2 separate regions of the Gossypium hirsutum genome follow, and region 1 is linked to region 2. Evidence: chromatin contacts called from public Hi-C data. All regions are on one chromosome and are shown on one strand. Each heading gives the region's core, a stretch centred on a gene start, on an enhancer-like site or on the middle of the called end of the contact. The rest is flanking DNA. Distances are from core to core; before and after follow the strand shown.

Region 1 (4,318 bases), core at 572-3,071, 210 kb after region 2:
AAAGTCGACAACTTTTGCTTGCAAGATAACCTGGTCAGAACACCATTTGCCATTATCAATGCGTAAAGAAGAAATACGGTTGAAATTCCTTCTCTTGATCATACAGTTATGATAAAATTTAGTATTTCTATCTACCAATTATAGCCAATCACAACAAGCCTTCTGTCTCCAAAGTTAGTCTTCATGGTCAAGAATGTTCTCTAACTCGTCTCGAATTTCCAATTCCTTCTGAGAAAGGAAACTAGATAGATAGTGATCAATAGCTTTTTGAATATTATTAAGAGAGCGCATAAGAGTCCGTTTACGAGAGTTCAAGAAGCCATACACGTTCATGTTCTAAATTTTAATAGAAGAAGTAAAATTATTAAGAGAATCACTCATATTACTAGAATACTTCCACTTCTCTTTAACGAAGGTAGGAAAAGTGTTGTGATGTGTCAATCCCGCTAAGAATCTGAAAGGCCTGCTTATGGAAACACCAAGATTTGGGTTAGTATGAAGTAAGATAGGCCGATGATCCGACTTAATATGAGTTAGGTGACGAACTAAACACTGTGGGAATGATAGCATCCATTCGTAGTTAACGAATGCTCGATCAAGTCTTACAAAAGTGTCACATCTTTGCCAAATGAAGGAGGGTCCACTAAAACCTAAGTCCTGCAAAGCACAAGAGTCAACAAAGTTACCAAAGGATTCACAACGTTTGCCAACATTAAATGGGCTTCTCTTATCCGAGGGAGATAAAATTGTATTAAAGTCTCCCATAATAAGCCACGGAATAGATTGAGATGGGGAAACAGCTTTCAATCTTTCCCAAAGAAGCTTTCGTTTCGACCTGTTAAGGCTACCATAAACAAAAAAAAATGAAAATAGAATTATTGAAGATAAAGTTATCGACACGGATGGAAATAAATTGAGGATGACTGCAAGTAATATGAACCTAAACAAAGTTCTTCCATCCAACCCATATGCCTCCTGAGAAATCGATAGCTTCAACCCGATGAGAGGAATTAAAGCTCAATTGGTCAATAATAGAATTGGCTTTATTACCACTTACTCTTGGTTCAACTAGACAAATAATATCTGGATTAAATTCAGAATTATATTCATTAAAAGCCTGAATAAATTTCCTGCTAGCACAGCCTTAATAATTCCATGAGAAGATTTTAAGATTAGCATTCATCAATAAAAATATAAAAATAAAAATAAAATAAAATGAAGAACAATTCAAAAATAAAACCAAAACCACTCAAACAAATTTTAAAAGAAAAAACTCATAAACCAATAAACCGCCTTACTGTCCAGGGGTTGAAGACCCCTCCATCTATCTATATTTTCTAGAAAAAATTCCATCATCATTATTCTCTTTGGAAATATTTGAAATGCTTTCAGCCAGTTGCTCCATGGGCTTTTTTAAAGAAACCCGAAGGGAACTATGATTCTTGAAACGCACATTGCTGCCTTGAAGACTCTTATTTTGTTTGCTAATTTTGCCTCTGATTCTTGTCCCTTTTCCCGAATCAAGAAATCCCTTTATCGACGATGAACTGCTTATGCGGATTACTTTTTGTTTATCACGAAAAAGTACTGCCGAATGCTTCCCCGAGTCCAGCCTACCAACATCAACTGCTTTTCCACTTTTGATCGGATCATTCAAAGACGGGGTGGAACTATTAATAGTAAATTCCTTCTCGGTAGGAATGGTCTGATATTCTCTACCTTGTTTTTTAGCGCCTATCGTTTTAGCAAGAACACTGTCAGTACCTCCAGAACCATCAGCACCCAGTTGGGTCTTTTGGATCTGATTCTCTTCAACCTGCGTTGTCTAATCCAGTAGAGTCCAGGCCTGGACTAGTGAGTTATCTCTTAAGACCAAACTATTAGAAAGTTTATCTGAACCTTGTCCTGAAGCAGTAGAAATAGTGTAGGTCTTGTTAGAATCCAAAAGCAGACCATTAGTTTTCTTGGTGGACGGGCTAATACCGCATTTGGGCCCTATCTCCTTGCCTTTATCATTACTAACAATTTTATTAATCTTATTTTGTCTATTAATTTGAACCCCGAGACTTTCCTCTATTGATCCTCCATTAAAATATTTTCCTCTCTAGCCTTCTGAATTTCAGATATATCCCTGATTTTTGGATCTTTAATTAATTCTCTATTTTCAAATCCACTGAGATTGAAGCTTTCCTTTTCCCTCCCAAGATTCTCATTTGATTTCTGCAACTCGATCATTGATTTAAGCCTAGATTTCCTTTCAACGATCATCGAAGGATCGTAGTTACCATCTTTCTTCTCAGTAGCTTCAAATTTTGGTACCTCGATTCTTCCACCGGCGAGTCTCCGTTCACTCTCATCGAAGCTTCAGCAACCTTAAAATTGCATATACTTTCCACATGTCCATACCTTCCACAATGAAAGCAGATTGTGGAGAGGGATTCATATTCAACTCTTTGTTCACGACCATTGATCAAGATTTGCGACACTAGAGGTTCATTTAAATTAATATACATCGCTAATCTGGAAAAACATCCCCTTGTTCTACTATCAGTGTTCATGTCAAGCTTGACCACTTTTCCCACAAGATTTTCGATATCAGTAATAATTTTGCGGTTGTAGAGATAACTTGGTAGAGCGGGAAATCTAATCCATGTCATCACAACACTTGGAAACGCCTGAGTAGGATCAAAAGCCATTGTCCAATGCTGGACAGTCAAGTATTGGCCAAAAATTATCCACGGGCATTCCGAGAGAGCCTTTTCACAGTCTATATAGTTTTGAAATTTGACTAAAAAGTAGCCATTCTCAATGTCCATCATATGAAAAGGGGCTGAAGGTTTCCATATAGAATAGATTTTATTCTGCAACACTGAAAAACCGATATTGCGACCAAGAATTTTCAAGATCACAGTATTGCGCATGCTTTGAATAAGGATCCGATGGATTCGATCAAAAAATATGATGGAAGGCATTCCATTCACAATAGTTTTTTGAATGTCACATTCTAAAATATCTATATTCTCCTTATCATTCGCTTCTTCAAAGCTACTCTTTGATGATTCACCGACTAGTATATCCCTCCACGAGGTATTCTAATTAGAGGTCAATTCAACCACCATGTCATTACTCTTTTCTACCTCTTTGTCTCTGAATTTGACCTTCTTGGGGCTCGTCTCTTCCACAGATAAATTTCTAGAAGCAGCAAAATCACCGAGAAAATTCATCTTTTTTCAAGTCTCTACTAAAAAATGGACAAACTAGTCCTTATGCATTAATAAAGTATAATTTCAAATATTACTTTTTATTCTTTATTATCACTCTATCTTCAAATACTTAAAAATCATTAATTTATAATTAATTTAATTTAAAAATGGTTAGATACATGATATTTAACAATAAAAATGCTCTCAAACTTTTCAACTTCCTAATTATTAGATATAAATATTGACATTTAATCTTTTTTAATGTTTCTTATCATTATTTTTTTTTAAATTTTAGGTTACATTTGCAAATTGTTGATTACCTCTCTTATTTGCCGTAATTTGATAATTCAAATTAGGCTTTCTAGAACACTTAATGAGTTTGTTCTCAAGCAATTTACGAGTCCTTTTTTTATACTTTTTTTGGTTTTTAGATTTCAATATTAATAATAGTTTTTATGTAGTTTTACCCCTTTTGAGACCCAAATTGGAAAAATAGTGTCATTGAGAATCTAATAGTGTGCTTGAGTTGTCTAGGAAGATGACAATGGCCAAACCTTGAAGAGAACAACATTTGACATGAGTGTCGCGACACTGAGCCTCCATGACCTCAAGGGTGCAAAACTTCAACAAGAAATCAATCTAGAGTTAATTGTCGAGAGTGTCACGACACTTAGGATGTTGTGTCGTGACACTGAGCCTCCATGACCTCAAGGGTGCAAAACTTCAATAAGAAGTCAACCTAGAGTTGATTGTCGAGAATGTCACGACACTTAGGATGTTGTGTCACGACACTGAGCCTCCATGACCTCAAGGGTGCAAAAATTCAACAAGAAATCAACCTAGAGTTGATTGTCGAGAGTGTCACGACACTTAGGGTGTTGTGTCACGACAATGAACCCAAAGTTGCGACACCAAGACTCTAAGCTTGCGATATCACTGAAGGTTGTTAAAGTGAATGAGCCATGGTCATTATAGAGGATGTCATGACACCAGCCATCTAATGTCGCGACATCGAACCCCCAAAGCCAAAATCGTGTCTATTGCCACGGATGTTGCGTCACTGAAGCCTGGGAGTCACGACACTGAAGTCTAATGAGTGAAAAATTGTAAAGGCA
Region 2 (3,983 bases), core at 700-3,199:
AATACTGGTTTAGAGATGTGATATTTTGTCCTTTATGCTTTGCGACTCATCTTAATCCTTCATATAATAATTCAATCATAGATAAGGAGGCATCAAATTTAAACTATTTCAAACCAAATAAAAAGTTTGATCCCAGCGTGACAAGAGTGGAGTGATGAATATGAATCAAATTATGACCCTAAAACTAAACAGAGCAAAGAATTAGAGTCCAAAACAACTTGAGGAATGTCCTGACAATCATGTCATCATCAAAGAAGCACGCGCATTTGTGCACAATTTGACACAATAAAGTTCAAGTAATGCTCTACCATTGAAACTACATTTTGACCATTTCTTCCATTCCAACCCTTAATCATTTTCATTACAACTTTATACCCTTTGCATTCAGAATGACAGGAGACACCTCACAATGTGTTATTCGTGCTAAACTTCCTTTATTTATTTATTTATTTATTTTCATCTTCCAAACCTTCTTTTTAGAAGAAATACTCTTAGGAAACTATTTTGTAAATTTCAACTTCTGTTATTATCACTTGCAATACTAAATAGTCTTCCACTCACCGCGTCACTCCACCCCCCAAACTTTGTTGCATGTTTTAAGTACAAATATTAAAAGTCATGTTCTTTTATATGAAAATTCTAGCTTTCTGGAATGGAATCTAGCTTTGATTCAAGTTTCTTTTTTCTGTTTATGTCAGCTTTGTAGACTTGCAAAATGCCAACTATATATGATAGTGATGAATGCTGTTTAAATTTCGACTGATTGTGGTGTATGAATTTATGCCAATTATAATTGTTAGCTGCAACGCCTAATGTAATTTAAGGAATACTCAATTGTTGAAATTTTTTTACCTTCATTACCGCATAAAAGATTAATGGATTTACTATATGATTACACTAACTAAAGTCATGTACTATGCATATTGAACATTAGTAGGTACATTGAATAAAATTATATATCTTTAGTGTTCAAAGTATGATTTACTGTTTCAACCTTTAATTATTGATTTTTGAAGACTTTTAACAACTCATTAGTGAAGTCTTTACATGAAAAAATTAAGCCAAGGGATTCAATCTTTCATTACAATCTAAGTTCCCTTGAATACAATATTTGTTTTTCAAAGAATTTGATGGCAAGAAGATTTCTACCGAATATACACTTTATTGGAAATATTTTAATGACTGTTTCAGTTTGAGTGGAATTAGTTATTGATATTGATTGTAATTGAACAAGCCTTTTATCTATATTTATAGATAATTTATTTAAGTAAGAAGGTGAGATTACTTTATTTGCTCAATTAGGAATTGTTAAATTTTAAGTAAAATATTTTGTGTTCACCAGTTTACATCTAAGCTTTCAAGTGGAAAGTTGTAGTATGAGATTGATTTCGCTCAAAGTATAAGAATGATGTTGCAATTTGACGAGTGAGTTGAACTTAAATCACAACTTATTTTTATTATTTATTACGTAAACAAAGTTTAGTATTCATCTCCATTTTTACTATTAATAGTTACTTTCTTCAACTGCAACTCAACGAGCTAAAAATTAGCAAACTTTCAATATGTGTAGCTGCAATACTTTCGCCATCAGAGAAATATTTAGATAAGCAGGAATAAAGTTACTACAGTTTTTTATCCATCTTCCTTTTTGGGATTGTTTTTTTCTCCTTAAATGAGACCTTGCTAGTGATGTTTATCAGAACAACCAGCAATCAAGAGGGTTATTGTCCTAATAATTGAGGATTCCTCAAAGGGAAAGCACATGTCCAAGTGGCCAGCAGAGCTTAACTGGGGCGGTTTTAAAGACTCAAAGGCAATGGTAAAAAGGCAGAGAGGAGCAGGAAAAATGGTCCTTAATTTGGTCTGACTTTAATTTCCCTGTGGAAACAACTAGAGTCGTGTCACCAACCATTCAAACCTACAGAACCAGATTCCATGGTCCACTCTTTTTAAGTGATTGGGCCCCCCACATACAAATATTAAATTAGAGATGCCCCTCTCCCTCACTATGCTCTAGGTTTTTGTACATATAGAAATTATCACCACAATTTACAAAGTTTTTATGTTATTTTTGGAGTAATGGGTGGATCATATCAGCATCCACCTAAATGCATTTATTTGCATCTATGAAACATTACTCAAGAAGATAAGATCAGAGAAGTAGAGAAAAAGAAAAATCTTGGGAGGCTGTCAAAACGGAAAAGGGCCATTCATTATAGAGGATAAGAATATTGCATTATCATGATCTATTGAATGTCAGCTTTCATCTAATCTACTCTCTTGATAAAAGTGTCCAAAATCTTGTAACATGAAATTCTCTTAGTGTAGATTTGAGCTAAAGTTCTCTTTTCCTTTTCTAGGTGAATTTAATGAGGTTTTTTTAACCCAAACAACAAACCTTTCAATAACTTCCATTCTTTTTATTTGCATGGATAGTAAAAAAGATGCCATACAATACAAATATATTATCACTGTGTCAGCAACTATGTTAGCAAACTTTAATTCCAAGTTTCAAGTTCAGTGTATTTTCATTTGGGAAACCCCTTTTGATTCATTTATAACTTTTTCTTTTAATAATTAAGGGTTGAACTGTGTAACCTAAAAAAATTTAGTTTGAAGTTTGAGGATATGGTCCTTTAGAAACCCAAAGAATGCCTCCAAACAGAGTTGGGCTTAACTGAGATCCTATAACTCATTTTTGTATGACGAGGGATATGCAGTAAAGCCCCTCTCCTGTAATTTTTGCTTTGTCTTTTTACGAAGATTGAAGTCCCAGCTAGAGCTGCTCATGGCTTGAATCACGCAAACTTGAAGACTTGATGGAACAATAAGAGAATTTGGATAAATATAAGAGGGTTTGATAAAATTTAAGTTTTGTTTTTTAAATGGGTCAAGCTTTAATTAAGATTATCTGAATATATTATATTATAAAAATTAATTATATTAATTATATATGTTAAATAATAAATTATATATATTAAATCACTGACCTAATAAAAATTATATTTCTTATCCAAAATCTAAAAAGACTTACCCAATTAAATAACTTAACCCAAAATATAATATTTTAAAAATTAAATTTAATACAATAAAACATTTATTATATTTATGTTAGTATTTTTAACATAAATATTTTTTAATATATTAGAACATATTTATTTTAATTTTTTAGTGCATTATATTTTTTAAATAAAATAATTCTAAAAATCAAATATTAACAATTCGGGTGGAATCTAAATTTACAATTTTTAACTTGAGGAAGACTTAAAAAAAAAATTAAATCCATGTTTTGGATCTAATAGACCAAACTTAAAAAGTTGATTTAAATACTATATATAATCCATACTCCCCCATAAGCAAACTCTAGTCCCGGCCCAGATGCACAGTTAAAGGGTCGATTCCTGTTATAAATTCCAAATCCACTTTTACTGTCTGACCTTGTTTTATTGAATTCCACACTTATTTGATCAAAGACTTTTGGGCCTTGGGTCACTGTTTTAAATTGGAATTTTGTATTATTTTCATAATTAAGGTCTTCTCGTTTCACTAATCCCAAACTTAATAGTTAAAAATTGCACTTTACTCCCTCATGAAAATTAATAATTCAAAGTCATTGCTGTCAATTCATTTATAGTGATATAATGTTGATCCAGAATTCATTTCTCTGTCGAATTAAGATGCTCCTCCAAAACACTAAGTACAGAATAAATTTGATTGATGTCATTGTTTCAAGTTACGCATTTGAGATTAATTAAAGTTAGACTTCATTTTTACTAAAATATACAGATTTGGAAACAAGTAGTGAACATATTTCTTTAAATATCTAAAAACTTTAGTGCTTACTTCCACAACAGACTAAAAATATATATGGTACTAATTAAATTTAATTATAGTGACTGCTACAGCATGTGTGTATTAAGTGGTCAATTTTATTATGGAGAATTTTCTGCTTTTTCTTGCCGTAAAGAATCTCAATCTTCCAG

What was found. A called contact is a pair of places that touch in the nucleus more often than the background predicts.
Region 1: a Hi-C map of leaf shows a contact between it and region 2, with 4 times the contacts expected there. The contact joins two enhancer-like sites. A contact is called at or near these places in 6 of 34 Hi-C or Micro-C datasets (anther, hypocotyl, leaf and 1 more).

The regions. Positions count from the first base shown.
Region 1 is chrA03:66,270,695-66,275,012 of Gossypium_hirsutum_v2.1, forward strand. No RefSeq gene overlaps it. Among protein-coding and RNA genes, the nearest start is that of LOC107887268, 7.7 kb to the right of the region's middle. Within about 2 kb of position 1,822, at least 8 of the 9 cell types and tissues checked have an H3K27ac peak or open chromatin away from gene starts, as enhancers often do. A contact at or near this core is called in hypocotyl and leaf, where this site is marked.
Region 2 is chrA03:66,057,407-66,061,389 of Gossypium_hirsutum_v2.1, forward strand. No RefSeq gene overlaps it. Among protein-coding and RNA genes, the nearest start is that of LOC107887425, 3.0 kb to the left of the region's middle. Within about 2 kb of position 1,950, at least 3 of the 9 cell types and tissues checked have an H3K27ac peak or open chromatin away from gene starts, as enhancers often do. A contact at or near this core is called in hypocotyl and leaf, where this site is marked.